2 separate regions of the Mus musculus genome follow, and region 1 is linked to region 2. The links are chromatin contacts, called in public promoter capture Hi-C maps. All regions are on one chromosome and are shown on one strand. Each heading gives the region's core, a stretch centred on a gene start, on an enhancer-like site or on the middle of the called end of the contact. The rest is flanking DNA. Distances are from core to core; before and after follow the strand shown. Region 1 holds the start of Ccdc185 (coiled-coil domain containing 185). Region 2 holds the start of Lin9 (lin-9 homolog (C. elegans)).

Evidence for each region. Promoter capture Hi-C pulls out the DNA fragments that hold promoters and counts their contacts.
Region 1: a promoter capture Hi-C map of hippocampal neurons shows a contact between it and region 2, with 4 times the contacts expected there. The contact joins the promoter of Ccdc185 here to the promoter of Lin9 in region 2. A contact is called at or near these places in 2 of 39 promoter capture datasets (hippocampal neurons and stem cell-derived epiblast-like cells).

What each region holds. Positions count from the first base shown.
Region 1 is chr1:182,747,068-182,751,561 of GRCm38.p6, forward strand. Ccdc185 (coiled-coil domain containing 185) reads right to left here and starts at 2,113. Exons shown (of 1, transcript NM_001033547.2): 1 at 59-2,113. The coding sequence starts at 2,055. The coding sequence ends at 190.
Region 2 is chr1:180,639,049-180,643,826 of GRCm38.p6, forward strand. It overlaps Lin9 (lin-9 homolog (C. elegans)), which reads left to right and starts at 2,102. Exons shown (of 15, transcript NM_001103182.2): 1 at 2,102-2,349. The coding sequence starts at 2,271.

The sequences.
Region 1 (4,494 bases), core at 863-3,362, 2.1 Mb after region 2:
TGTACTTGCCCCCAAGTCTCCCCCCCACACCATCCAAGAGAATCAATGAGCTAATTCATGGGAGGAAAATGCAGCTATTTTATATACATTTTTAAAAATCAATGCTCGATTAAAATCGGATTATAAAGCGGAATTGCATGATGGTGTCTCTGTCTGGCTGCCAGGCTGTGCCTTCTTCCTCCTGGGTTCTCAGTAGACTCCACTCTGCAGGTGCACGGACAGCTGGGGCTCTGCTGCCACCTGGTCAAAGCAGCGGTTTATCTTGGAGGACGCGGGACCCTTCTGATACTCCTGGAAGATGGGATCTTTCCCTGAGGTCATCTGCGCTAACCTTTGTTCCTTCTTCTTGATGGCTTCCTTGATGCCCTTGATGTGACACTTCTCCTCCTTCTCCGCTGTCAGCTTCAAGATATGATGGTTCCTCTCGCGCAGGATGTTCAGCTCCTGCAGGTGCTGCGCCCTGTCCCTGGTGGTCTTGTGCGCATGACTCCTGGCCTGCCTGCTCTTCTGTTCAGCCAGCTCTGCCAGCACCCGCTTGCTCACTTGGAGCAGCTCCTCTGCCTCCTCGGCATGCCATCTCCTTCTCTGGAACTGCTCTGCCTCAGTCTGGGCCTTTGCCTGCTGCTCTCTGTGCCTCTGCTCCTTCACCAGACCCTTTTGGATGTCCTGGTAGCTCTGGGAGCTCTGGGAACTCTGCTCCAGCGACAGCTTCCTGAGGAGTTCCTCCGCCTTGGCCTGGCAGTCCATGAGAACCTTGCGGGCCTGGAAGTTGACAACCGTGCTCAGGTTGCTCTCCTGGAGCTTCTTCGGGCTCTCCATCATCACATGCTCCCTCTTGTGACCCGCTATCTCCAGCCTCTTCTGCAGCTGCAGCCTGTTCAGGTCCCGAACACTCTGCAGCACCCTCTCCTGCTCCCGCAGACTCTGCACTTGGCACTGTTTGAGATGCTCGGCCTGCGCTTGCACCTTGTCCATCTTGGCCAGGCCTCGGATCTCCGGGTTGTCAGCTTGAACCATCCACTCACTCTCGTTCTCTGACCGAACAGCGCTCCTTGCCTGGCGGTCGCGCCGCGGTCCCTGCTGCTTGTAACCCTGGTGAGGCTGCTCATGGCCATGGCCCCTCTGAGGCTTGTGCTGTTCCCTCTGTCCTTGCCATTGCTCCTGGCTCTGCAGCAGCAGCAGCTTGCGCTCTCTCTCGAGGGTCAAGTGAACTTTCTGGTCTGAGCGCTTCAGCTCTTCCCAGGCGACTGCAGCCTGTTGCTGCAGCTCTCGCATCCTCTGGGCCTTCTTGAGCCTGCTCAGCACCAGGGCCAAGATCTTCTGGTCCCTCAAAGATATAACCGTCTCGTCCAGCTTGCTCTTGAGGACCTGAGCGTGCTGGCTACTCTTCTCTTTGCAGGAGGCAGAGGGACAGTCATACTTGTTTAAGGACTCAGTCAGGTCGCGGTTACTCCTATTCTGGGTGGATTGCTTACATAACTCTAGGGAGTGAACAGAGGACTTGTCGGTGAGAACCGAGGAAGGAGACCAGAGACCTACACGTCTGCCCACCGGCACTGCCCACCGGTCTCCAGGGTGTGTGTTTTCTACAAGCAACGTTCCAGCATTCGGGGGACTGAAAGCTTCCCGGATGTACTGCAGGGATGAATCTCCCCGGGCTGCAGGGTAGCGCGGGCTGGGTTGATCCCGTGGCGGCTGCTGCTGCTGCCAGGTTCTGCTGGACTTGGTTGGTGCCTCCCCGCAGGCTCCTTCCAGGCAGAGGCTGCCGGACCTGTGCTTCCTGGCTCGGTCCGAGGGTCTTCGGGCCACGTATGTCAGGCTGTGGCTTTCTCGTGGCAAGGTCATATACCCACGCCGGCGGGACCGCCCAGTGGGCGAACACTTTGGGTGCACCCAGGGCACCTCGGTCTCGATCTCGGCGCCAGGAGTCTGGGCCCAGGGACTCAGAGACAACTCAGACCAGCCCAGCTGGGCTGCGAACTCCTGCTCTCCAGCTAGCAAGGGTTCCCCGAGCTCCCCATAGGACCGTGGGGAGAAGAGATGGAAACCGGCCATGCTCCCTTCCCGGCTGGCCCAGAGTCTACAGAAGGTCGACGGACCTTCAGGGGGCCACTGCAGACACCCAGCCCACGCTCAGATCCTGTGATCCATGTGGCCTGTGACGCTCCTGCCACTTCACAATGCATCCTGGTGCCATCTGGTCTTTAAAGGCCTCAGTGCACCTGGCCTTTGATGAGCTGGCTGGAAGTCTAGGAAACAAGGGTGGTGTATAGAATCGTGACAGCATCAGTGTTTCCATTAGTGGATTGTGGAAGCTCCAGGCCAAGGGCTCCAACTTAAAGAGTTTAGTGGGAGAGAGGGGCAAAGTGTAGTGTTGAGGAAGGGGGATTTTGCTTGTCCTTTGGAGTCACGTCTCTATTTTTATGTTTGTTCTATGTGTGTCTGTGAGGATGGACATGTAGAAGCCATGACTGGTGTGTGGGCAGCTCAGGACAGCTTGTAGGCGTTGGTTCTTTCTTTACACCATCTGAGTCCCAGGGATCGAATGTAGGCTTTGAGACAAGTGCCCTTACCTGGCTAAGCAGCTCACCAACCTCACTAAGCCTTCTGTGCATGTAAGGTGTGGAAAGGAAACGGTCCCTGAAGCACACTGGTCTGAGCCTTAGCAAGCCCAAGGGATGCTTTCACAGTTACCTTTGTGAACTTTAGAACAGCAACAAGCAATTCTGGTTTTCCTCTAATGTGTAAATTACAGCTTTTTTTTTTTTTTTTAGAAATCAAAATATGAATTTTGTCTGCACTGTTTTCAAATAGCCCCTCGAAGATTTCATTTATTGGCCATTTGTCTCCCCCCCCCCAACTTTTGTGAGATCCCCCCCCCCACCTTGCCAAAGGGCAAGTGACTGGATCTTCTGCTTTCAGCCCTGTGATGTTGAGCGCATTCCTCCCATGAGCCCAAGTTCTGGAAAGCTGGGCTACTTTGAAGGCGAGGTGAAATGAAGTGTGTGGAACACCTGCCACCAGAATGCAGTCAATAAATGGTGTCCTACTAAGTTCCAGTTAAAGCTTTTAACACTTAACTGTATTTAAAAGTTCTTCTGCAGACTTCTAGCTGAAAAGATGTACTAGATTCATGTAATTTTAACCCAGTTTGGGTAAAATGTCAGAAAAGTGACTCTCAGGTTCTGTCGGGTCAAGCTAAGACTGGGTTTACCCTCCTCTAGGGTTGCTATGGTCTGAATATATGCCTCCAAACTGCACGTTTTGGCATTAAACCACCATGATGGTGGACCTCAGGGTCAGGCCATGATGGTGGAACTAAGGGTCTGGGACCATCCACAGATGATTGATCCGTGAGGGCAGAGCCCCTGTAAAAGACGTTGGTAAACTTGTTCCACAACATCATTCCAGTTTGTAAGAACAGCTTCAATATGCTGTGAGGCAGAAGGCGGGAGCAGGCAGACCAGGACAGCGCTAAGTATGATTTGGTTGGGACTCGCTGGCAAATGTGTGGTCCGAGGGAGCAATGTGAACAGCAGATTTCCCTTGATTTGGGTTAGAAGTAGGAGACTTGATAGTGGTCAGGACTAAAGTGACTTCAATCAAGTCAGAGTGTACCTGGTCTATCTCACAGCAATATCAAGGATGCCTGGTACCCATGGTACAACTTGTAAAAGTCTTCCTATTGGCTTATTCATGAAGATACGCTCCACCTGTGGATCTGAGGCCACCTCCTCACTAACTATAAATGCAGCCCTATATAAAATGGCTAACTTAAAACTTTATTGTGTGTTTGTTTGTGTGTGTGTGTGTGTGTGTGTACTCCATTAACCAGTTATCAAGTATCCGCTTTGTAGATGACAATGTTGTGCCACAAGGTCAAAAGCTTTTACATGCTTGAAAGCCTTAAAGACCATGTGAGGCAGCCAGTCGAGGCTACCCAGGAGCAATCACAGCGGCCGTAACTCAGAATGCCCGTGGTCACTTCACACTACATAGCCCTTATAAAAGGTGGGCCTCAGCGGGTGAAGGTACTCGCTGTCAGGTCTTATATGATGGGTTTGATCTCTGGGACCCACATGGTAGAAAGAACCAGCCAACTCCCACAACATCTGCTCTGGCCTCTACATGCAGACTGTGGCACACTCAAGTATGTGTGTGCACACACAAATATGTGCAATAACAAATATAAAGCTGAGTACTAAAATCATGGCAGGCCACTGTGTCTATGCGTGTGTTTGTGCACTTGAGTGTGCCCCAGTGTGCAGGTGAAGGTCAGAGCACACACAACCACTGTGAAGCAAAGGCCGGCCAGCAGAGTTGCTTTTTCCTTGGGCTTGTTTTTATGTGGGTCATCGGGAGGAAGGCTTGGCCACACCCTCTCTGAGGGAAGGTCTCTTCTTCACAGTTAATCCTTCCTGACTAGCAAATGCAACACCGAACCAGAAACAATGTCTGAGACGCACTGGTGAAACACAATGAGAAAGCTTTCTG
Region 2 (4,778 bases), core at 852-3,351:
CTAAATTGGAATATACAAATGAAGGAAACTTATCCTATGGTTTCTGTTGCTATGGGTAGAATCACGGTGTCTCCTTCAAAACTCATATTGAAGTTTAATCTGTCATGCAACAGTATTAAGAAGCTCTGACCCTCCCAAATGGGATTCACATCCTCCTGGCAGCTCAGCTGTCTGTCTCTTCTACCCAGCAGCAGGTCTCAGTATGAAGGGACACTCATGCTCTTCCATCTCGGGAAGAGAACGCATCCTTCACCCCGGGAGACATAACAGCAAGATACCCATCATGGAAGGAGAAAGCGGCCCTCATCACAACCACCGGACATTGCCAGAATCCAGAACCATAATAAATGTCTGTCATTTAGTAATTACCAAGCAAGTCACAAGGTACCTTGTCTCAGAAGCATAAATGGATTAACACATGCTGTTACATTAGAGAGAAACCAAGGTAGTGAAAAATGTATGAAAACTGCCTCTGAGTAAAATCTGACTTGCTCTGATCTGACAACACCTGTCTACTAGGTTTCACCATTCTTGCCTCTCTCTTCTCTCTCAGCTTCCTCCATGTTGATTGCTGCTCTTTTATTCTCAGAGAGTTAAATTATGCCCGATCTCATTTTCAAATTGATGAAGACACCCAAGTCCCAAGCAGGACCAGTTTCCTGTTACGAGGCAGGCTGGTCTGAATGTGTTCAGAAGGCTCAGGGGGGGTTAGATTCTCTCAGAAGGCTAGGTTACTTTGTTACAACGTTTTACTTCCCGCCCACCTCCTCCCCCACTTACCCTGGGCCCAGAAGGGCCAGCACCCATGTGCTTCTCTTGCTCGCACTAGTCTTTCCCCTCACCTCTCGAAAGGTGGATTTTCCATCCTGCCCCTCCCTCCACCCCAGATTCAGCGGTACTCCCTACTGTCTATAAACTGGAGGCTGTAGCAGCAAACAGCTGGCTGCAAGGAGCCATTATAAGTTCTTTCCACTCATTAAGCAAGAGTGGAATTTTTGCCTGCATTTTACTGAGGAGAAGTTGAAGCACAAGTATTAAGCTTGCCTGGGACTGATACAAGTAGCAGCCCAAGTTGCACCCTTAACTTTCACAGCCTGCTGCCCTTTTCCTGAGCCTGAAGTCTTCCACTCTATTGCTCGCCCAAGAGTCTCATCTTGTCTTTCTCCAACCTGTGCCTCACATTCTTGAATGTGTTCTAGAAAAGAAATGAAAGCCTGCCCTTCGTACTACTTAAGACCTCGCTTTATTCTTTTTACCAAGCCCAACTTAGCCTGGGCTGGCCTGTCTAGATCTGCTCTCACCTCACTGAACCATCTTTAAACTTTTTAGTTTGTGGAAGTCACTCATCCACTCGTTTTTGTTTTGTTTTAAATTCTCCATTCGCCGACTACCCCCTCCTCATAAATCCCTGGAGAATAGACCCACCCCGGAGATCAACCACGCTTGTAAAAATAGTAGTTGAAAAGCCACCGTGGTTTAAATACTAGAAAGTGTTACAGATGGGAACCGTGAAATCTTTCCCGGCTTCTTTCAGCAAGGGAGGAATCCCCATCCAGTTTCATTACACTTGGCTAGTGTCACTTGTGTCTTCCCCAAGCATCCTTAGTCACTGTGAGGCTCCCAGCTCACTACCGGTCTCGGGTGGAGCGCATTAGAGAAAGAAAGCAGGACAGTTCACTAGCCCTCGGCCTACACCAACTTGGTGACCTCTCAAGGTCTCGTCCCGGCCGCTCGCAGCTCAGGTTCCGGCCCGGGCCGCCCGGACCCCGCGTCCGTGACCTGCAGGCGAAGCGGACGCCGCGGCCCGGGCACTCGGTGGGGGGGAAGGGCAGGGGCCGGGGCGCCGGAGAAACGCGATCTGGGGAGCCGAGTCCACGTTACTTTGGGCAGAGCCCCCTCCGTGCCAAGCGACCAGGAACCCAGGTCTCGTCCGCCGCGCCACCGGCCCGGGCCTGCGTCCCGCTCCCCTCGGGAACCGGCCTGCAGTTCCCGCAGCCGCAGCGCGGGCCGCGCGCCGGGAGCGAGCGCAGGCGAGGGGGGCGGCGCGGGCGGGCGCATCGGTGCTGGCGCCGCGCCCCCCGCGCTCGGCCCTACCGGGCCTCTCGGCGAGGCGTCCCCTGTCCTCCTCCGGGCCCGGCCCGGGGTGCGGGCGAGGCCCCGAGGCCCCCTCCCGCCGGGCTCGGGCGGAGCCGGACGGCCTGGCGGGAGCAGGCGCCGCGGGCCGCGAGCTCCTCATTCGAACCTCCCTCGCAGACAGTCTCCGCCCCACAATGCACCGGGGCGGGCAGCCTTTGAAAAAGCGGCGCGGCTCGTTCAAGATGGCGGAGCTCGACCAGTTGCCTGACGAGAGTAAGTAGCGTCTCAGAGCAGCCCTCCTTCCCGCCGGTTGCCCGTCCCGGGGTCGCACCGGCCGAGTCCGGTTGCCGGGCAGGTGGGATGGCCGCCAGCCCACCGCAGTCCCCGGCCTTCCTCCTCAGGCGCTGCCGCCGCGTCGCCGCCTTTGTTATGGTGTCTTGTGTGTCTGTTTCTGGGGTTGTGCGAGCGCCAGCGCCGGAAACCGAAAGCCCGGGAGTCCAGCCTGTCCTGACGGAGTCGGCGGCTGCTCTCCCGGAGCGACTGCTGTCGCCGGCCGGGGTGGGCGAAGAGCGGCCCCCCAGTTGCGGGCGCCGTCCTCCTCGCCCGCCCGGTTATGTAACTCGCCGGCCGGGGGCCGGGAGGGCTCGGGCTGGGCACCGGGGACACAGCCCCTCTTGGTGCCCCGGGCCTCCGATCTGATCCTCTGACGGCTCCTGCTTCTGCAGGCACTTGTGATCGCTCCCCCCGACCCCCCGCGTCCATCCTGGAAGTGTTTTCTTCCGTGTCACACAGGCTTGGCCCCTTCCCCTGGGACTACAGGTGGCCCTGGACCTTTCCGGAGATGATCCAGCCGGGATACAGTGCCGAGGTAGCCCCATTCCCAGTCTCCCTCCTGAGTGGATGTGTCTCTAGACTGTGGGGTGGGCATTACACACGGATGTGAGCACCGCAGCCCATATAAGTATGTTATTCTGCCTGACACCCACCCCTGTTCACTGCCTCACTTCTCCTTCTATACTCACAACCTCTGAGACGGATGTTCACCTGTCCGCAGACAGTAAAGCCAGCTACTCTGCGACCTAAGGACAAGGGAACAATTTTGTAATTTTCATATTGCACACATTATTAAAAGGCATTTTAGTTACAAAATGGTCTTGAAGCAACACGTACTCTGTGGTGTGTATTTGTAGCCCTTGGTCAACGAAAGGTTCGCAGGTGTGGTGGCGCACATCTTTAATCTCAGCACTCGGTAGGAAGAGGCAGGTGGATCTCCGAGTTCGAGGCCCACCCAGTCTACATACCAAGCTCCAGGACAGCCAAGGCTACACAGAGAAATCCTGTCTTGGAAAACAAACAAACAAACAAACCTCCAAACTGAGCAATCTGTATTTAGAACGATTGTATCATTTTTATGACAAATAAAGTAGTGGTTTTGTTTTTTAACCATTTGGTGTGCCCCAACAGGAAGTCAGGTCAGAGAAACCCGTTTCAAAAGCAAAGAAAAAACTCGAACTCTGTAAGATGTATCTGTGGGCAACGCAAATATGCCTTTAAAAGAGAGATAACTCTTAATTCTGTTTTCTTTGATATCGTGTATTTCTTATATTGTTAAGTCAGAAGTTCAGGTTGCCAGTATTCAGAATGTTTGTGTTTTAATTTTGATTTAGACCAGTGCTAAGTCTCAAAAGAACGTTCTCGATGGTGGATGGAGATGTCACTTTTCTAGTGTGCAGTGAGCAACCGGTAGTCACCTGTGACTAGATGGCTCAGGTGCTGCTCTTTTATTTCTATTTAATCTTGACTTATATTTAAATAGCTAGTGATTACTGTATTGATAAGGCATTATCTATAGAATATCCCTAAGTTTATCGTTCTTGTTTGGAGAATATGGTTGATTGATATTTACGATGCTTGAAAATATAGATAATTCAAGTAAGTAGAATGTTACCTGCCATCTGAAGAGATTTTTTTTCTTAAGCTGGGCACCGTGACGTGTGTTAACCTAACACATGTGAGCTAAGACAAAAGGCTAACTCTTAAGTTGGAGGCCAGCCTGGGCTGTACTGTAAAATGTTTCATCATCTGTAATGGGTACGCTCTGTGACTTCTCAGGGCTGTCTCACCTGCAGTCACACGGTTGTTGGTCAGCAGCCCACCAGAGCTGAGCCACTTAGGCTTTTCCTCATGCCTGTGGTGATGGTTAATTTTGATAGCTTGATTGCATTGAGAAATACCTAGGAGATCAGCAAAGCACACCTCTAGATGTGTCTGTGAGCATACCTTTAGGAGAAGGATTTTCTTACTTGTTCTTTGTACAAACTTAGGGTTTACATTGAGGTTCAGATATTAGCTACACTGTTACACTATGTATAACCTAATTGTTGATACTACCATGCAATGTCTCTGGGACTTGGGGAAGGGTGTGTGTGTGTCTTTTTTTAGCTAAACTACCGGTTTGTCAAAAGCAAGAATTGTAATTTTGATTTGTTAGCAATGACACAAATAGACTTAAAAATTTGACTAAAATGGAACTGAATTTGGAGTAATATTACTAATAAGATGGAGCATGATCTTGGAAAGAGAAAGTAATTTCAGTGTGATTTGAAAAAACACTAATTTTTTTGTATTTTTCCCCCCAGTTTAGTTAAGGGAGCTATGTAGTATATTAGCTAATAGCTCCTGTAACATCAATTATAAAAGTT